Regions from separate parts of the Sus scrofa genome. Here region 1 is linked to region 2. Evidence: chromatin contacts called from public HiChIP or PLAC-seq data. All regions are on one chromosome and are shown on one strand. Each heading gives the region's core, a stretch centred on a gene start, on an enhancer-like site or on the middle of the called end of the contact. The rest is flanking DNA. Distances are from core to core; before and after follow the strand shown.

Evidence for each region. HiChIP or PLAC-seq counts read pairs in DNA pulled down with a chosen protein or histone mark.
Region 1: an H3K27ac HiChIP or PLAC-seq map of alveolar macrophages shows a contact between it and region 2, with 2.7 times the contacts expected there. The contact joins two enhancer-like sites. A contact is called at or near these places in 2 of 5 promoter capture datasets (fetal liver and liver), 1 of 47 Hi-C or Micro-C datasets (embryonic fibroblasts) and 2 of 2 datasets of contacts at active chromatin or transcription factors (alveolar macrophages and skeletal muscle).

Annotation. Positions count from the first base shown.
Region 1 is chr4:36,657,363-36,660,447 of Sscrofa11.1, forward strand. It overlaps a transcript of RNF19A not described here. Among named protein-coding and RNA genes, the nearest start is that of RNF19A, 31 kb to the right of the region's middle. Within about 2 kb of position 1,804, at least 2 of the 83 cell types and tissues checked have an H3K27ac peak or open chromatin away from gene starts, as enhancers often do. A contact at or near this core is called in alveolar macrophages, where this site is marked.
Region 2 is chr4:36,462,254-36,465,407 of Sscrofa11.1, forward strand. No RefSeq gene overlaps it. Among named protein-coding and RNA genes, the nearest start is that of ANKRD46, 63 kb to the left of the region's middle. Within about 2 kb of position 1,873, at least 8 of the 83 cell types and tissues checked have an H3K27ac peak or open chromatin away from gene starts, as enhancers often do. A contact at or near this core is called in alveolar macrophages, where this site is marked.

The DNA.
Region 1 (3,085 bases), core at 554-3,053, 200 kb after region 2:
GAATTTTCCTTGGGTGATTTCTTTCTGCAATCAAAAGTAATTATTATTTTTCTTTGTTTCTTTTTTATTTTGAAGTCATGAACTATTAGTTTTTGTTAGCTTTGTATAATATTGAAACAACTGGGTATTTAACAGCTAAAGCCTGAAGGATAATATTCCTTTGCTAAACACATCTGTATTTCAGATGCTGGTAGAATCCCACTAAAAAAGGGCAATGAAGTCATTTTGGGTATTCAAAACTTGGGTACTTTATTTCTCAGTAGCTATCATATGTAATACTTTCTTATCACCTTCTGATAAAATAGTTTTTGCTTTTATTGCTCTCTCTGTAACTGTCAATAAAACCTGAACGGCTGTTTTGTTTATTGATAACACCTTATTGAAATCTATGCCATTAGCCTAAAAAACATTATACATTCTTGTCCTATCAATATTATTTAGTATTTTGTTTTACAAGTCATTTCTTAAGAAATGCTACTTGTTAATTTGTTTTTGAAATTTTACACAGGAGAGTTTTCTTATGTGAAAGCGTCAATAGGACAAAACTAACGAGGAGTTGTTTTAGCCCTCAAATAAGTTTGCATTAACTTTTGAAATAAAATCCTCAGAAATCACCCTAGTTTGTTTAAGCCCCCCAAAACTTCAAAACCTAGTTTTGAGTCCAAAAAAAACCTGAAGTCGGCCCCTTAAAATTATGTACACTTAACATTTTCAGCCTCTGTCCCTCTCTGAAGACCCCTGGAAATAATAAACAGCCCTGTTGTAATGTGAATGGCAAGCAAGACTGCCAGTTGAAGAGACATTCTGGTAGAAGCGAACCATAGGAGGGAGCAAACTAGTTAGAGGTAAGGAACAAGAAACCAGAAGCTATTGGAAATGAGACCGTATTGGGCTTACAGAAAAATCATATATAACATAATAATGTAAATAATGTATCACAAAAATAGATGGCCTAATGGTTTATATTTTGTGATTTCTAAGTCACGTATTGGCATTTGCTCCCTAAGGTAAAGTATTCTAATTTAGGTTATTCTTATGCATTTACCGCAAATGAGATGGTACATAAGAAATGTGCAGTAGAAGTGTAGAAGATCATGTAAACTCTGTGATGTCAGGGACCATTCTCTTTGTTCACACAGCACTTAGCTTAAAGCCTGGCAATGATAGGTGTTGGATAAGTATTTGCTAACTGAATAAAGTCTATATATTGTCAGGTAACTATTTCCTAACTTTCTTTACAGCAGGGCTATCTAATAGAAATATAACATAGGTCATAAATGTAATTTAAGATTTTCTGTTCACCATATTAAAAAGTAAACAGAAGCAGGGGAATTAATTTTGTTGTATGTTTTATTTAACCCAGCATATCCCAAATATTATCATCTCAGCATGTTTTAATGAGTGACTTTACATTCTTTTATTTGTACTAAGTCTTTGATCCATTATGTGGTTACAGTGGAGCACAGCTCTAGAGGCATTTTTACATGAAACGTTTGTTCCTTTCCACAGAAATTCTTGTATTTCTTTGGTAGTCTTTTTCTAACATGTCTTTTGAGTCTAAATACAGAAGCACAGATGTCATCGAATTATAGTTACTGATTTGAATGGAAAGTCAGGATATCTGACTTCTCTTGGTTATACAACTTATCCCAAATCACTCTGCCTCTCTCTCTTTCCCCGTCTATAAAATTAGGGAGAATGTGCTGTCATCTATTTCATTTGATTAGTGTAAGTTATGTCTTTGAAACACTCTGAACTACTCAGACAAGGCTGTTGCAAAAGAGATTTTTTCATTATTAGTAACTTGTCATAGCAACTCTCAGTGTAAAAACAAAAGGAAGAAGTACCCATGAGGCTACTGCATATGGAGGTTCTGTTTATCTCCGCTTTGGAATAAGTTACAATGAATCAATACAAGATGTTCTTATAACACAATGAATCAGGAGAGCTGACTAGCTCTGCTCCAGATTTTAAACATCTGATCTATTTAAATATTGCTTGAATTAATTTAGCCTTCAGTTTCTGTTTGTATGAATAACCAACACTTAAAAAGGCATCCTTAAATCAAAATTGTGTAATAAGTCCTCTGGAAATAGAGGGCTGTACTGATTAAGGGCATTTGAGTGGGGAAAGTAAAACAACCATTTAGAAAAGCTTGTCATCACAAGATATCTACTGTAGAGCACAATGACTGATTCTTTTATCCAGATCAGGGGTTGCATTGGTTACCTGGCAAGCAGTTATACATAGCCAAACAGAGCTAAATCAAGTATATAGCTAAATCAAATGGATGTCTTCTTATAGCCGTATCTTTTCATTAAAAAGAAATAGTAATAGGGAGTTCCTGTCATGGCTCAGCTGGAACAAATATGACTAGTTTCCATGAAGACACAGGTTCGATCCCTGGCCCTGCTCAGTGGGTTAAGGATCCTTTGTTGTTGTGAGCTGTACTGTAGGTTGCAGATGTGGCTCAGATCTGGCATGGTTGTGGCACAGACCAGTGGCTACAGCTTTGATTCAAGCCCTAGCCTGGGAATCTCTCTATGCTGCAGCTGTGGCCCTAAAAAGATAAATAAATAATAGTAATGACTGTAAAGTTATAGATGAATGTCCTTTGGCTTTTTACATAAGCATAACACACTTTACTGATGTACTTAAAAAAATTTCTGGAATCCTATAGTGTGCGGTATCGTGGCCCTCAAAAAGCTGTGTTCACGTATTAATCTCTGGAACTTGTGAATGATACATTATTTGGAAGAAGTCTTTGCAGATGAATAAAGGATCTTGAGAAGATCATCGTGAGTTATCTGGGTGGATAAAAATTCAATGACAAGTTGTTTTTATAAGGGAAAAGCAGGGGAAACTTAAGACAGAAGAGAGGAAGATACACATAAGAGATGGAAGCAGTGTGACCATGGAGGCAGAGATTGAAGTGATGTGGCCACAAGCCAAGGAGTGCTTGTAATCACTAGAACATGGAAGAGGCAAAAAATGGATTCTCCCTTGCCACCCCAAAAGGGATTGTAACCCTCCTGGATTTGAGGCTTTTAGCCTCCAGAACTGAGAAAATACATTTCTGTTGTCT
Region 2 (3,154 bases), core at 623-3,122:
TCATTAACCACTGAGCCACGACAGGAACTCCTGAGGTTTTCTTTTTTTTTTTTTTTTTTTTTTTTTTTTTTTTGTCTTTTTTGTTGTTGTTGTTGTTGTTGTTGCTATTTCTTGGGCCGCTCCTGCGGCATATGGAGGTTCCCAGGCTAGGGGTCCAATTGGAGCTGTAGCCACCGGCCTACACCAGAGCCACAGCAACGCGGGATCCGAGCCGCGTCTGCAGCCTACACCACAGCTCACGGCAACACCGGATCGTTAACCCACTGAGCAAGGGCAGGGACCGAACCCGCAACCTCATGGTTCCTAGTCGGATTCGTTAACCACTGCGCCACGACGGGAACTCCTGAGGTTTTCTTTTGATTCAACTGGGAGTATAAGTTTTAGGGTAGAACACCCCAGAGCTGAATTGCCGTTTTCATTAGATCATGGTAGCAGTGTGGCTTACCACTGGCAATGTTACTTTCCTGACTTGATAAAGATGGTGTCCACCAGGTTTCTTTCCTATAAAGTTGCTATTTTTCCCCTTTCATATACTCTTTGGAAACCAGTCACTAAATGCAGCCCACCCTCAAAGAAAGGGGACTTAAGCTCCATCTCCTGGAGGACGGAATATCTACATCCTATTTAGAATTATTCCATAGAAGAGATTTTTCCCTCTTCTTTATTCATTTAATAATTATCAATTAGTATTTATTAAATTGCTGGATCATTTATAGGGAAAGGTTTCTTTATACAAAATGGGGAAATAACAAGTTGGGGTTTTTTTTTACTTTTTTTTTTTTTTTTTTTACTATTAGTCTCCACCTTTTCCCATAAAAATGTCACTTTTACCCATAACGTAGTTCCCTTAGGCTCTAATAGGGATCTGATGATCTGTTGAGGGCAGAGCAGTTTTCTCAGATAGCCCCACGCTGGCTAAGAACGCCACAGAAGCAGGTCTGGTCACCCAGCAGAACCTCTTGGAGCTAGTGGGAGCGTGGTCTCGCTCCCAAGCTCCGCACTCACCCTTCCCACCTCCTCAGCCCATGGGAGCCCAGGGTGGGCAGGGACTTCCAGGGCTGGGGAAGAGCCGTGTTTTCCCTGGGGTAGGAAAGAGCCGGAGAGCTGTCATGGAACGCTGGAGCAGCTGGAGCCCCTGGCAGGGATCGTGGAGGCTCGTCATTGTCGGGAAGGATTCTAGGGAAGCAGCAGATGGAGCCCCTTGGCTCCAAATCAGAATCCAGAACTGTGGGTCTCCTGTGCTTCTGTCCCCTCCTTGGGAGGACAGAGCTCTCGATTTTCTTTTTTTGCTTTTTGCTTTTAGGGCCACACAAGTGGTATATGCAAGTTCTCAGGGTGGGGTCAAATCGGAGCTGCAGCTGCCATCCTACACCACAGCCACAGCAACTTGGGATCTGAGCCACATCTGTGACCTACACCGCAGCTCATGGCAATGCCAGATCCTTAACCCACTGAGTGAGGCCAGAGAGTGAACCCACATCCTCATGGATACTAGTCAGATTCATTACAGCTGAATTCCTTTTTTTTTTTTTTTTTTTTTTTTTTTGCTTTTTAGGGCCACATGTGGATTTTCTTGATTCAACTGGCATTATAAGTTTTAGGATAGAACACCCACAGGTGAATTGCTCAATGGCTCTGGCTGGGGGCTCAGGGAAAAGGAAATCTGAGCACCTTGGGGCAGAGAATGAGAGAGGCATGACCTTGGAGGCTCAGGTTAGAAACTCAGTGGTGAATGAGACAGCCTAGGAGACAGAGGCCCAAAGGAGGTCCTGGAAGGGACCTTGGCCGCTACCAGCCAGCTCACCACCCTCACATCCCCAGCCCCACCTCTGCAATCCCTGCTCATCTCTTGTCTGGTTCCAACTGGGGAACTCCAGGCCCACATGCCCGAGCCCACAGGGTGTGGGGGTGGTGGAGAGAGTGGTTGTGGCCAAAGCAACACATCGTGAACAGCAGAAGTGTTCTCCCAGCATGTGTTTTGCAGAGGCCAGCAGTATGGTGTCTGCACAGATGTATGTATTTGTAGATGAATCCGTCCACCCCCCGAGGTGACCCCAGCACTGTCACCATTGAAAGCAAGGTGCTAAGTTCCCTCTCATTCAGAGAATACCTTTCTTCTCAAGCAGCGGCCCACGGGTTTCTCATCAAGATAGTAATTCACTGTACAGGGAAGGGAACTTACCACATGGAAATTCCCACTTCCTTTGGAGAACAGTGCACGCAGTGTGAACCTCGGTGAGTAAGAATCTTCCCCCCTCCCCCGCCCTCCCCCACCGCCCCCAGGCCTCTGAGGGCAGCCACTCTAGGTCTTATCCAAACTCCTGGCCCAGGTCTGAAATATGCCCGGGGCACACCTAAGAGCCAGTCTCCAAAGCACCCGGAACCAGATTGACTGGAGCTGTTACCTAAGGCTCTTCCTGTCTCTGTCTCCTTCTCCTCCTTCTGACAGCAGCATGTTGGGCTTTTCTTGGGGTCACACACTTCAACCCTCTCTGCTTCTCTGCTTCTGTAGGCCCCAGGGATGGACACATAAGCCAGGCTGGGCCGCTCAGAGGCCACTTTGGCAGGTGCCGCTAGACTCGAGCCTGCCTGAAAGTGGAGCTGATGGAGGCTTGGGGGAGACAGAGTCCTGAAAGCAGCCTCGGGGCTCCGGCTCCCGCTGGTCTTTGCCAGCTCCTCTCCTCCTCTCTCTCCTTCCCTCCCTTCTTTCCTTTCTCCCTCCCTCCCTCCCTGCCTCCCCCTTCCCTCCTTCCCAGCCCCACCTCCTCACCATTATTTTCCTCTCTCCTGCCTATTTTGGTGCGGTCCCTTTGGAGTTTGGTTTTTGTCGCTTGCACTAAAATTGTTCCAATGACACCCCAATGGCCCTTCCGCCTCCATGCTTGCCCTACCCCTGCCCTTCAACACTGAGAAATGCTCTGGTTTTCTAAGGTGCCATGAGGTTCCTGAACCATCCCAGCCATATCCCCTTTTGACCCCTACAGTGTGAAATAACATATGTTTAATTGAATATATGTATCTTTCTATTATACAAATAATACAAAATGTATCTTTTTAATTAGAGAAGAGGGGGAGCCTTCCTCATAATCCAGTTACTGTGGGGCATTTTATTTCTTTTTTCTACTTCTTTTTTTTTGTTTGTTTTTTTGTTTGT